2 separate regions of the Zea mays genome follow, and region 2 is linked to region 1. Evidence: chromatin contacts called from public Hi-C data. All regions are on one chromosome and are shown on one strand. The core of a region is the stretch at or near the end of the contact, and the rest is flanking DNA. Distances in the headings are between cores, read along the strand shown.

Evidence for each region. Hi-C and Micro-C count contacts between places; a contact is called where the count stands out from the background.
Region 2: a contact with region 1 is called in a Hi-C map of tassel, with 2.0 times the contacts expected there. The contact joins the promoter of LOC100191731 here to the promoter of LOC100278676 in region 1. A contact is called at or near these places in 3 of 25 Hi-C or Micro-C datasets (ear, endosperm and tassel).

What each region holds. Positions count from the first base shown.
Region 1 is chr3:191,296,762-191,302,992 of Zm-B73-REFERENCE-NAM-5.0, reverse strand. LOC100278676 reads right to left here and starts at 1,418. Exons shown (of 3, transcript NM_001151875.2): 1 at 1,229-1,418; 2 at 1,025-1,101; 3 at 227-554. The coding sequence starts at 1,340. The coding sequence ends at 414. It overlaps LOC103651081 (zinc finger protein VAR3, chloroplastic), which reads left to right and starts at 3,054. Exons shown (of 5, transcript XM_008676685.4): 1 at 3,054-3,585; 2 at 3,683-3,804; 3 at 3,941-4,215; 4 at 4,475-4,573; 5 at 4,662-6,231. The coding sequence starts at 3,721.
Region 2 is chr3:192,104,080-192,110,808 of Zm-B73-REFERENCE-NAM-5.0, reverse strand. LOC100191731 (MYBGA transcription factor) reads left to right here and starts at 4,683. Exons shown (of 4, transcript NM_001137160.1): 1 at 4,683-4,967; 2 at 5,468-5,863. The coding sequence starts at 5,474.

The DNA.
Region 1 (6,231 bases), core at 169-2,668:
GCGCGAAACCGGCACACACTAGAGGACAGAGGAGGTCTCGGTCGAGTCTTCTGCAGGCGAATGTGACTCAAGTAAATATCTCAAGAGTACTATAGCTGTTGACGATGCTACGTTACTAACTGATGCTTTTGTTCTAGATCAGAGATAGCAAAAGCTAGTAGCTAGCTCAAGCAGATCCGATCCGCCGTTAAGTTGAAGACTCTTAACAAGGAGTACGCAGCAATAATTAACAAGCTAATTAAATACACGATAAGGCTCTCCCTTGACCTCTATAGCTAACAACAAGCAATGTACTCTCCTTCGCTTCGCTACTTATAAAACTCTCAAGACAGCAGCAGCAGCTCCATGCCATGGTCTTCATTCCTGATTCCTGTCTGAGACGTACGCTAGCTTCAAGCCTTCAAACCTCATGGTCATGGCCTCCCAGGGCTTCTCGGTTCATGGCGGTTGTTGGCACCGGACCCAGGGTAGTCGTTGACCTCGATGTCCATCCTCACCGCCACCTCGCCGCCGGGGTCTCGAGCTCCCACCGCACCAGCACCAGCACCCGCACCCTGTATAGTACACAGAGACGACGACGTACACAGACAAATTTAAAGATTAGCTGGGTTCGTTATTGGTAGTAGTGCGTGCGTGTGCGTCAGATATTTACAAAAAGACTTGATGATGACATCGACGAGCAGTCAACTGACGGACAGCTAGCGTGCAAGTAGTAAAGTTGACACGATTGTGTTGTTGCACGCACAAACCTTTATTTTTGCCTTTGTGGCGGGAAAGGTGTCGTGAGTGGGGTGGGGCACGCGAATTGCAAGTTTGCAACTGTGTGTGCGAGTGGCCATGCATGTGACCTGCACTATGGCCGGCCTGCAGCCCTGCATGCCCAGCTAACAGTGCATGTGAGTGGAGTGCCCCTGCCCCCAAGCACAAGCTTTTTGTGCGCAGTTGTTGTGGTGTGGATACGCGACGAAATCTACCAAGCCGCAGGACGAGAAAGAGATCGAGCGAGCGAGCGAGCGCGACCGACCTGCTGGGCGGGAGCGGGAACCTCCGGAGCAGGGTCATCCGCGGGCTGCAGGCGGTTCCTCGTCAGCGACAGGCTTCCTGCGAAACACAACAGGACAGCAGGTAGCTAGTGAGAGAAAGCATGGTATAGATAGACAGACAGATACATAGGCTAGCCAACGAAGAAGAAGAACGCAAGGACGACGGATGACTGGTGTGTGCTTACTGGACAGAGGCGCAGCAGAGGAAGACCGGGGAAGAAGAAGAAGGAGGAGGAGGCAGGAGAGCTTGAGGCAGAGGAGGGCAAGCGAAGCCGTCTTTTTAGATGTGAACTCCATCACCGCGCGCCGCAGCTGCGGCCACCGCAGACCACAGGACAGAGGAAAGACACAAGGCAGAGAAACCGCTCTATTCGTTGAGCGGCGCTCTCGATCTTTCACACACACAAAAAAAAAAGGTTGAGTAGGTCCCTCCCAGTCCTCGGCTACCACACAAATGAAATGGGGGAACTGTGGGCTGTGGCTGGTGCCTCTCGCGCCAGGCATGCAGATGAAGTGGGGGGGATTTTATACACAGCTCAAGACAGCTCCCTCTCTGTCACACACACACACACTCTCTCTCTCCGCCGCTTGGTTGTGAGTGTGGGTGCAGCGCAGGCCTGAAAGTCAACTCGCACAGCTTGGTTCGCTTTATCCATTTCAGAGCGAGGGGGAGGAGGACCGAGACCGACCGATGGTGGAGGATGTGTCGTTTCCGGGACATGTGTCTTTTGGAGCTCTTGATTTCCCTCTGACCGCTCGATGCTGCTTTTGGAGTGCTGGCCCGTGCCCCGTGGTGGTGAGGGGCGACGGCCGACGGCCGAAGCGTTGTCGCCTGCGTTGGCCTGGTGCCGTGCGTGGTGGGCGCAGCGCAGCTGGCATGTGTCCACGGGTCCGTGTGAAGTGCGAACCCCACCTACCATCCGCACGCACCCGCCCGGCCGGATCTCTCTGGTCAAAGACGCAGTCGGGGTGTCCTCCAAGAGCTTAGTAATTTACTGATTTTGTACGTATCTCGTAGTACGTGCATGGGGCAACTCTGAGCTGTCGGATGTACGTAGGGACGGCGTGCGGTGACTGTTGTGCGTTGCGAACCAACTGTGACGCAGCAAGTTGTCTCAGTTAGGTATTTGGGTGCATGCTGATCAACGAAGTCCCAGTTTGCATCGCAAGTACGAGCACAAAACGGCAGGATTCCTCCCACCCAATCCTCTGTGGCGCGCGGACGGCGAAATGAAAAAAAAAAGGTGATCGTATCGTGCATGAGTACACTACGGGAGATGGTGTGTAATCCACTGCGGTGCGGGATCCCACGTTCCCACGGCGCAGTGCATATACCTAACCTAACCTAGCTAGCTAGCTAGCTGGCTCGATCGACATCTTGGTCGGGAAGGCTTAATTAGGAATAGCATGTTTTTTTCGCGCTGCAAGGCATGCTGCTTAGTGGTCATCAACATTAAATAGCCGTGATAGCTGACACGTTCGGGCCATTCTACCATCCTGACTGGGACGACCTCGCCGGCTTGAAACCGTGACATACAGCTGACATGACATCGTGCCGTTGGATGGGGCGTACGGTACGGGCAGCACGGCGTTAACCATTGTACCACGAGCTTATCCATGTGTTAACCATTGTACCACGAGCTTATCTACAGGTCGTTTTTTATTTTATTTTATCCTTTTTTTGATAATACCTTTTCTATAGTAATTATTTGCGTTAGCAGTTTACTTTTGAGTGGCTAGGCCCTGCGTGCATTCACAGTGCTAATGGAGCAGCTAGCAAACTCAAAATAAACAGGCGACCTGGCTACCCTGCTTCAACATGAGCCAGCCCACTGAGCTAGATGGGCCGGCATCATATAAAACAGTAATCTGGGCATTTGAACTGCACCCAATGGGCCCACAGACCCATAGGAACAGCCCGAACCGCCCCCTTACCCAATAGGCCCACAGAACACTGGACCGTCCGGTCACAACGAGATATTTATCTCTCCATGCTCCGTCCGCCGCACCGTGCCGTTTCGGCTGCGCGCCTGCGCCACCCCATCCCGAGGCGGGGAGAAATTTGTGATTTTGGGAGGCCGGGAGAGCGGAAGCGCAAAACCCTCTTTCAGTCTTTCTGCTGCTCCGGCACCATGGGCGGCACGTCCAAGCTGCTCTCCTCCCTCCTCCTCACTTCCTCCCCGCTACGCCTCCGACCCACTACTGCCGCCGCCGCTGCGCTCTTCCTCACCCCGCCCGCGGCGGCCTCGCGCCGCCTGCTCCTGCTCTCCTCGCCTTCCCCGCCCCGCACCCTCTCCACCTCGTCCTCTTCCCTTCCGCACGGCTCCAGCCAGGCCTCCCCGGCGCCATCGCCCCGAGCTCCATTCCCCGAGTGGTCCCGCCTCGTCGACCGGCTTGCCGCCGCCGGATACGGCTCCGGCGCTCCCTTTGCCGCTGACGATCTCGCGATCGCCCTTGCCTCCGGATGCGGCCTGTCGGACGGGGCGCTGGCCGCTGTTTCCACCTGCCTCGCATTCGCGCGGGACCGGCCTGACCTCCTCAGGTGAAGAGAATCGCTCGGCTGGGTACCTGACTGAGCTTTGGCTGGGGTCGAAGTCTCTTAGTTTCTGTCTTGCTCACTAATTCGGGCGTGTGTCCAGTTCTCTTCCAAGGAAGGATGTGAAGATCCTGGTGGCCAATGCGGCGCCGTCCCTGTTCAAAGACGGGGAGGCATCAGCGCTGCGGCTTCGGCGCTACCTTGCTGGGGAAGAAACCGATGTATGTATGTATGTCATCAGGCTTCCGCTAATTGGTCACATTTCGTTGCTGCTAGTTTGGGCTAGTAACTGTTAGTTCAGTTATCTGCTGGATATGACCTTGTTCAGCCCAACACACTAAACATGTGAAAATTTTGCCAGGTCATTGTTTCGGACAGAGCTGAAACTGTCGATATTGTTCGATATCTGCTAAGTTACACATACGGTTCTTCTGTCAGCGACTCAGAACACAAGAAACTTATTGATTCTGCCGTGAGAAATATCATGGCTGAGTTAGTGAGTTTTAGTGGTCTTTCCCAATCGTCCACTTTTGAGGAATCAACTCCCAACCAAATTTGCTCGAGTCAGCTTGAACGATTTTCCAGGCCTCCAGGGCAAAATATCGAAATGAAGCGAGGTGACTGGATTTGCACAAGGTATGCCACTTCTAACATTCTTCTTCTTTTGTTTAACATTTGTGCTCCGCTCAATGCCTTGTATTGAAGTATGAACCTACCCTATTATTCATTTTGCTACTAGATATGGTGTATCTAAAATGCGTACCCAATTTTTCCAACCTGATACTATGGTCACATTAACCTGTAACTTTCTACTTGCTTTTTCTATAATATACTCCGTATGTTCTTTCATCTGCTACTCATTTTTTTTGTATGAAAATTGCTTTGCAACTTGCAGATGTAGCTTCATGAACTTTGCAAGAAATGTTAGGTGTCTTGAGTGCAATGAGCAGCGGCCAAAGAAGATGCTGACTGGTGGAGAGTGGGAATGCCCTCAGTAAGATCTGACATGCTAATTGCTAAAATATTTGTATTAAGCTTATATATCTTTGAAATAGCTGACTGTGTTTTGTTCTTTTGCTAAGGTGTGATTTCTATAATTATGGGAGGAATATGTCATGTTTAAAATGTGATTGCAAGAGGCCAGCAACAATCCCATCGATTCCTGCATCTGTTGGTTCTGGTTTAGGTGGTGTGGCACAGCTTCTTAGTGTAACGAGTGCTGGTAAATCTGAAATTGAGAGAAAACTTGCTGAAAGTGATAAAAAAGCAGAAAGATGGTTGAGCAAAGTATCTCAACTTCAAGATTCAGCTGACTTAAGTAGTCTAGCAGAAGATGAGGACTTTCCTGAGATTATGCCTATGCGCAAGGGGGTGAATAAGTTTGTGGTGAGCATGCACAAAACACCACTGGAAAGAAGGCTTACAAATGCACAGTACAGAAGTAACAATAGCCCCCCAGCATCCGACCCAAAGATAAGTCAAACTTTGGACAGGATACTTGGGCGTTCAACTCCTACTACAGCCCCAAACAATCAATCTGTTACTAGTGATGCACCTACTGAAGCTCTGAAGAAATCAACAGACCACCTCGGTGGCATTGATCCTGTTCCGTTTGTGCCCCTGTCTGCAGATCTCTTTGCAAAACCACAGACTAATAATGGACAGAGCAATCAGAATGGAAAAATCAATGCAGAAGATGACAGTTCCATGGTAAATAATGCAGTCCCTTTACCTGAGAGGCAAAGCACAGGATCATTAGATACCGCTGAGATATGGTCTGAGAAAGTAGCAGAACCTGACAATGCAAAGGATTCCCCAAGTGCAGTTTCTGATGAAAATTTTCCTGAGATTATGCCAATAAGGAAAGGTGAAAACCGATTTGTTGTTAGTAAGAAAAAAGATCGCTCATTGACATCACAACAGTACAAAAGGCGCAGTATTCTTGAGCAGGCAGACAGTTCTGATTTTGTCCCATTTGTTCCATTTCCTCCTGGCTACTTTGCCAAGAAAGATACACCAATAGAGAGTACTACAGACACAGGAATCGTGCCCGAAGGCAGTCAACCAAAAGGTAACCTGAATAATGGGAACTGGAACATAAATTACAATAAGCATCAATCACAATCTCATGGGGCACAATGTAGGCCTAGTGGTGCTGCATATACTGGCACTCGGATCATGGGCAACTCCCAGGGGAACTACAATGGGAGCAATGGTGAATCTACTTACCATGGAGCTAACTTTGAACAGGAACCTTATAACAAAGGTTATAGGAACAACAACTATTGGAGCAGTGATAACAATAACAGCAACAATGCCTGGAGTAACAACAGCAATTTTAACAACAATAATGACTGGAGTGGTAACAATTCCTATAACAGCAGTACTGAGAACGGTAATAGCAGCTACAACAGTAGTCATGGTTATAACTACAATGGTACATGGAGCGACAGCAACCACAGTGCATGGAGCAGTAGCAGCAGCAACAATAACCAGAGTGGTTCATTTGTTGATAATAACAGTGTCACTAGCAGCCGCAGTTCCATGAATGATGCAAATCACGTGAGTCACAGCTCAGGTTATGGAGGAAGCTCAAACAGAGGTTATACTGGAAAGAGCTTGGAAGGATCTGCTGTAAAGGATCCTGATCCA
Region 2 (6,729 bases), core at 3,434-5,933, 800 kb before region 1:
TAAACTAATAAATTACTGAACTAGCATACGTTCCTAGTTTCTACTTTCGCGTCCTACCGTCCTCTCTCCCACATATTCAGCATTTTGGCACTCTTACAAAAAATAGCTGCGCGCATCTGATGCCGGCAGGTTCACGGCTGAACTCTTTAATTCATTAGCTTTCCACAAAATTTCTGCTATGGAAGCACTAGATTAAAAAAAACTGCCTTAAAAGATATTTACCATAGTAATGGATAAATACTTCTTTCCGCTTGGGTTCTTTTTTTTACCTACTTTGACTAGCAATCTTTTTGACGGAATCTAAGATAGGGACATGCTTGTTTGAGATTGCAGAAAAATGATTTATGAGAAAAAAAAGTTAGAAGTACAGCTGAAGTTTGTTACTGGTAATATTAGAATTCTCGTGGTGTATAAATGAGAAGCGATGTTGAACTAAGAACACGGATTTTAAAGTCCCTTATTTTAAAATTTTCAACAGCAGATGCGGAACGGGCCAATAAGAACATCTCTAAAAGTCCTTCTAAATTTCACTCTTTGGAGAGTCATTTGCATAAAAAACAATTTCTATATCTTTTTTAATCTTCAGCGGTTTTGCTATATCTTATTTGCACTCTAAAGAGCCATTCACATTTTTTTTATCTTTGATTAGCGAGAAACCGAAAATAGAAGATGACTATATTTGGATAACTATTTAAATAAGTTGTAAGTTGTTAATGGTAATTTTTTTACAAAAATCTCTGTTCATATTAACTAAAAAATATAGAAAGTTTGTTGAGTTGCTCTAAAGCCGATTATTTACTCTTCCCCCTGCTATAGGGCTAGTGGCCAGCTCTGTTTTCCGCAAAAACATATTCATTCATATGCTTAAAAAAGTACTAGCTCTATTTTCAAATCTATGCCTTTTTCGTAAACTAGTTATTTCATTTCGAACAAATTAGTTTCCTAAAATTTCATGATTCTTAAAACCAAAGGCAACGGTTCTCTATTCCAACAAAATAAAAAAAATGTTATTAGACAAAAGTTGGCTATGTCCAAAATGTGCTTGAAATGCACATATTTTATTAGATTCATGTAAAAATTACCCAATACAACTGAAGTTTGTCGGTGTTGAACGTTAAAATTGTCAAAGTTGAGACGTATACTTAACTACTTGAGTTTAAGTATGGAATTTGAGAAAGTATACGCTGGGTACTTGTCGAGATTTTTTAAAAGAACAACAACATGACAACACTAATGAAGTTAAACAAGCACCCTTCCGCTAAAGGAGTTGGAGGTAAGAACACTTAAAATGTTAATAGATCAATGCTTTTGAAGTTCATTGCTTTGCTTTCTATGTGCATGAATACGAGTTTAGCATATAACATTGTGACACCCTCTCCGTTTCGAAGGTATCGAAGGGAGAGTGGTGGTTTCATGTGAGTGTTTGAAGGACATTAAAAGCAAGCATGAGAATATGTTGTGTTCTCTGCTACTCATAACGTGCCACACACGTTCATAAATGTGTTTTTTTGTTTCAAACCCTCGTACAAGCACCGACTCCTTTCCCTTCCCGCCACCCAGAATAAGACAATAGAACGGAATCTACCTCACTTTTCCCGCGCTGTAGAGCTAACGACTAGTTCTACTTCCCGCTAAAAAACATATACGTTTATAAAAAAACACCCCGCTCTATTTTTAAAATATATGCCATTTGTGGCAAAGCAGAACACTTTTAAACTAATTAAAAAATATTCTAGATTGCCATAAAATTTAAAAAGAACGACAGCATGGCAACACTAATCAAGTTAAACAAGCACCCTTCCGCTAAAGGAGTTGGAGGTAAGAACACTTAAAATGTTAATAGATCAATGCTGTTGAAGTTCATTGCTTTCTATGTGCATGAATACGAGTTTAGCATATAACATCGTGTCGCCCTCTCCGTTTCGAAGGTATCGAAGGGGAGAGTGGTGGTTTCACGTGAGTGTTCGAAGGACAATGAAAGCAAGCACGAGAATATGTTGTGTTCTCTGCTACTCATAACGTGCCGCACGCGTTCATAAATGTGTTTTTTTTCAAACCCTCGTACAAGCACCGACTCCTTTCCCTTCCCTTCCCGCCACCTAGAATAAGACAATAGAACGGTTATCTACCTCACTTTTCCCGCGCTGTAGAGCTAACGACTAGTTGTACTTCCCGCTAAAAAAACATATACGTTTTATAAAAAAAGTACTTCGCTCTATTTTTTTAAATATATGCCATTTGTGGTAAAGCAGAACACTTTTAAACTAATTGAAAAATATTCTAGATTGCCATAAATTTTAAAGCTAGAGGCAGCGGTTTTTATTATTCCAACAAGACCAACGGACGTGTTTAGTATACAAAGGTCGGCTACTCGGCTCTCTTTGCTGTCCAAAATGTTAATGGCGTGCTGCTATAATATAGGGAAGAACGGGAATAACTAATGGACAACCTCTAAGCACGGGGCACGCATCGGTGGCTAATTTACATCGTATCGTTACTGATCAAACCTAGATCAAAGGTCAGGATTAAGCATGGAGATGATTCCTTCGTATTAAAATCGAAATTTTGGAATAGTTAAAAACTTTACCAATTTATCTAGATTTGTAGGAAAAAAAATATATTTATATATCTAAATAAGTTTGGTATGAAAAATAAATCTAAAGATCTATATAATAATACTAGCTACACAATATAAATATAAACATTATGTGCATATAGTTGATTAAAGTTAACTTTAGAAAACGAAGAAAGGTCAACTATTTTAGAACCGAATGGGTAAAAATAGCTAAGACGAGACAGAATTATAATTGACCGGGGCATGTGCAGTTTCCCCTCCGGGCCTGGCACGCAGGGCTCCTCACCACGTGCAACCCCCGGAATTAGCAGCAGCGCCTCCATGCATATGCATGGCTCCATCACCCACCAGAGTACCAGACATCGGGCCGGGCTGTTCGCTTCGTCCACCCATGTCATGTACATGGATGGGATTAGATCGGAGTAGCGATGCACACGGTTCCTCTGCCCCAGAAGCAAAGCCATAGGGGAATTGCCTGCGCGGCGCCCTCTCTCCTTTTGCAGCTTCCGTCGCAGATTCGGCGGACGGTGCTTTCGTTTCGTGGTCGCACACTCGCACGCTGCCTCTGCCTGTAGCGAGTATATGCGTATGCGTGCGTGCATGCCATGGTTGACTTGTCCGCAAGAGCTGCCGCCCGCCGGCCTATTCCTACCACTACTATCTTTTCAGAACCCGAGCAGCGCGAGAGGAAGTGACGAGCGCGCGAGATCGATCACCCGTGAGCTGGTGCGTTGTTTCTCCGCTAGATTCGTGTTCCACTGCTGCTGGTGATCGATTTAGAACCAAGCTAAGCTATAGATAGTCGAGTACCTAGGATCGAGAGCATGCTTTTGTTTATCCCATTCGATCGTGAGAGCTCGTATATATTCTACCTAATACACACGATACGTGCTCTACTAGTCTCAAATCAAAAAAAAAAAAAAAGAGGAACGGGGAAAAGGCCACACTACACTACACTACGGGAGAAAGCAACGTGCTCTACTAGCGGTAAGCGAGGAAAAGGTACCGTCACTACTATGAAAGGAAACAAGAGTCTCTAGAGGCCTGTTTGGTTCACTACCTCAGTTGCCACACTTTGCCTAACTTTTCTGCCTAAGGTTAGTTATTCAATTCGAACGACTAACCTTAGGCAAAGTGTGACACATTTAGCCACAAACCAAACAGGCCTATCTGGCATAAATAAAGGCCTCGCTCCCTTCGCTTTGAGCAAATTGGTGGAGTTTGTTTTAATTTGGGCGTTTAATTGGAGGGTATCTTCTCGCTCGTGCACGACCTGAGAATAAGGTATATTCACCGTCTCGTCGTCTAGGTTCTGCTAGCTGCATGCCGCACACACACATTTTTTTTAAAAAAAGAAGGGATTCCGTAAGTGCCACTCGACTATCTTTCTCGATTAAACTACTAATGTATATATAATCGCCTTTTATGATGCGACAACTTTCTCTTAACACAATTACTAATTGTCTATGAGTTTATTGGATTAAATATGTACGAAACTGTAAGTGTTGTTTCATCTCTATATTTTATTTTGTCCGATGTAACGTCTTAAAAAATAATCTCACATAATTCTGCACTTAAAATAGCCCAAGCAGGCAAAGAGACTTCCCAGACTTGTAGCTGGAACAATTTAGTCAGTAGCGAGGAGTTCCAGAGTTCACAGCAACAGTTTGGTCGACCGTAACCATAGCAAGACTACAGAAAATTCGGAGGAGTGGCATGGAAAACTTTCCACGAAAAGTTTGTACCTCCGAAATGTAGGATAATGCTACGAGAGCCTATGACCTATATATATACGGGTTTCTTTGATTTTTTTTTCTTTTGGTCATTCAGCCTGTCATTCTGAGAAGCACGACTTCACGAGGCACGAACAAAAAAAGGGGGGAAATAAAAATTATATCAGTATTCCGAAATAAATAAAAGGCACAAGAAAGAAAAGAAAAGAAAAGAAAATAGGGGCCTCGAAGTTGAAGTAGAGAGAGAAAATAGGTGCCCATACGCCCACGCCCAATAGGCTTCTCTGGCGCTGTACCTTTCAGCTTTATAATCTGCCCCCCAAGCAAATCCCACAGCCAGGCTCGCCCACTCTCTCCCTCCCCCCTCCTCTTCCTCTCTCTCTCTATCTCTCTCTCAGTCTCTCTCTTCCTCCTCAAAACTCTCTCTCCCAGCACTGAAAATTCTCCACATACTCTGCTGCTGCTAAGTGGTGGCATCTCGTTTAGGCGAGATCCCCCTCCTCCCCCGCTTTCCACTCCTCTCCTCCACCCTAGTCGACTCCTTCCCTGCAATCCGCTGGCCGGCTCACAGTACCAGAGGAGTCCACCGGAGGAGCTCAGCTAGACTCCCACCCTGGTGGCTCGATCGGCACCGGCCGCTGCCTGCGAGACTCCGCCAGGTAGATCCTGCCCTCTCGCTGAATTCCGATTCCCTTTCGGCGTCCACGTGACGGTCTGAGGCGTGGGGGGAGTGCTGAATTTTGGCCTCCTCGTCCTTCTACGTCCCAATTCTGCCCGGACCCGCCGAGAATTGCCCGTTCTCGGGACGCCGGGCGTGCTGTTCACGGCATGCGGTGCTTTGATCTGTGAATTCTGGGAGACGGAACCACCTTTTCTCTCTCGCCTTTACCCGAAATCTCCTGTAAACTGTGGGTGACAGTGATACCACTCTCTGCCTGGGTGTTCCGTTCTTAAGATCAAGTGCTGGACAGTCTAGTCTAGCCGTTAACTAAGTCCTTGCTTCCTTTTTTTTTCACTCTCTCTGCTGGATTGGGGAATTTGGTGGTTTCCATCTACCAGTAAATCAGTAATGCTCCTTTCATGCTTATTATCTTGGATATAATTCAAGTGGTAATCTGCTGATCCTGCTTCCACTCTGTTCCGTGCAATACCCTAACAGCGCGCGATGTACCGGGTGAAGAGCGAGGGGGAGGGCGAGGGCGAGGGCGACTGCGAAATGATGCTGCAGGAACAGATGGACTCGCTGGTGGCCGACGACGTCAGCAGCGGAGGAGGGTCGCCTCACAGGGGCGTCGGCACGCCCCTGAAGAAGGGGCCATGGACGTCCGCGGAGGACGCCATCCTGGTGGACTACGTTAAGAAGAACGGCGAGGGCAACTGGAACGCGGTGCAGAAGAACACCGGGCTGTTCCGCTGCGGCAAGAGCTGCCGCCTCCGGTGGGCGAACCACCTCAGGCCCAACCTCAAGAAGGGGGCCTTCACCCCCGAGGAGGAGCGCCTCATCATCCAGCTCCACGCCAAGATGGGGAACAAGTGGGCGAGGATGGCTGGTCACGTAAGTGCCATGTCCAGTATTTGATTCCCTGTTCTGCACATCGGTATTTCGTATTTCATCTGCACATGCCGAATACTTGATTCCCTGCTCTGTGTGTTCGTTGGGTCTTTATTACGTACGTGCAGTCTTTAATTCAAGATGTGTATATCTGTAGTTATATTTAGCGAACTATTCTATTTCGCGTCACGTACTGGAACTGTAATGATTTGTCCATATTGCTAAATGTTGATGTTCTGCAGTAACTTATCTGATTTCCCACTTGAATTAAGTAAATACCGATCTTTTGGTTCAAAATTTAGGGTGCTCACGTTCCTGTAGCAACCTGCTCAAATCCTCCTGGCTCCTGGTATAAAAGATTCTGGTGCACAAGTGCTAATTTTCTAGTATCACTCCTGACCTGATGTGTAATACCAAGCCTTGATCACTTTCAAATATCTTTTTAGCTTTGACCTTCAACTCCATATGACTTGTCATTGTTACTCTTTTATGGATAAAGACGTCGTAGGTAGTCATATTCAAAGGTAGGAATACTTCACCTGAGCAGCAAAGGTAGGCAGATAGCTATTGCAGACTCTGACTCTAATTTCTGTCACTAAAATCACGTTAACCCTTGATACCAACTTTTTCTTGAAATTTCACAATCATCTGGAGGGCACTCAACAGGAGCCATTAATAGAGCAGGTCATTAGATGCTTCAGAAAATCATGGAGCTGGAGCTGTAAACCTTTAAAAGATATTTAGATAAGTCATTTTGTTTATTATTTAGATTAAAAATATTTTTAAAACTAATTAAATTGATATTAAAAAGTACAGCTCCACACTAGAGCTGGAACCTGGAGCTATCCCAAACACCCCTTAATATGCCT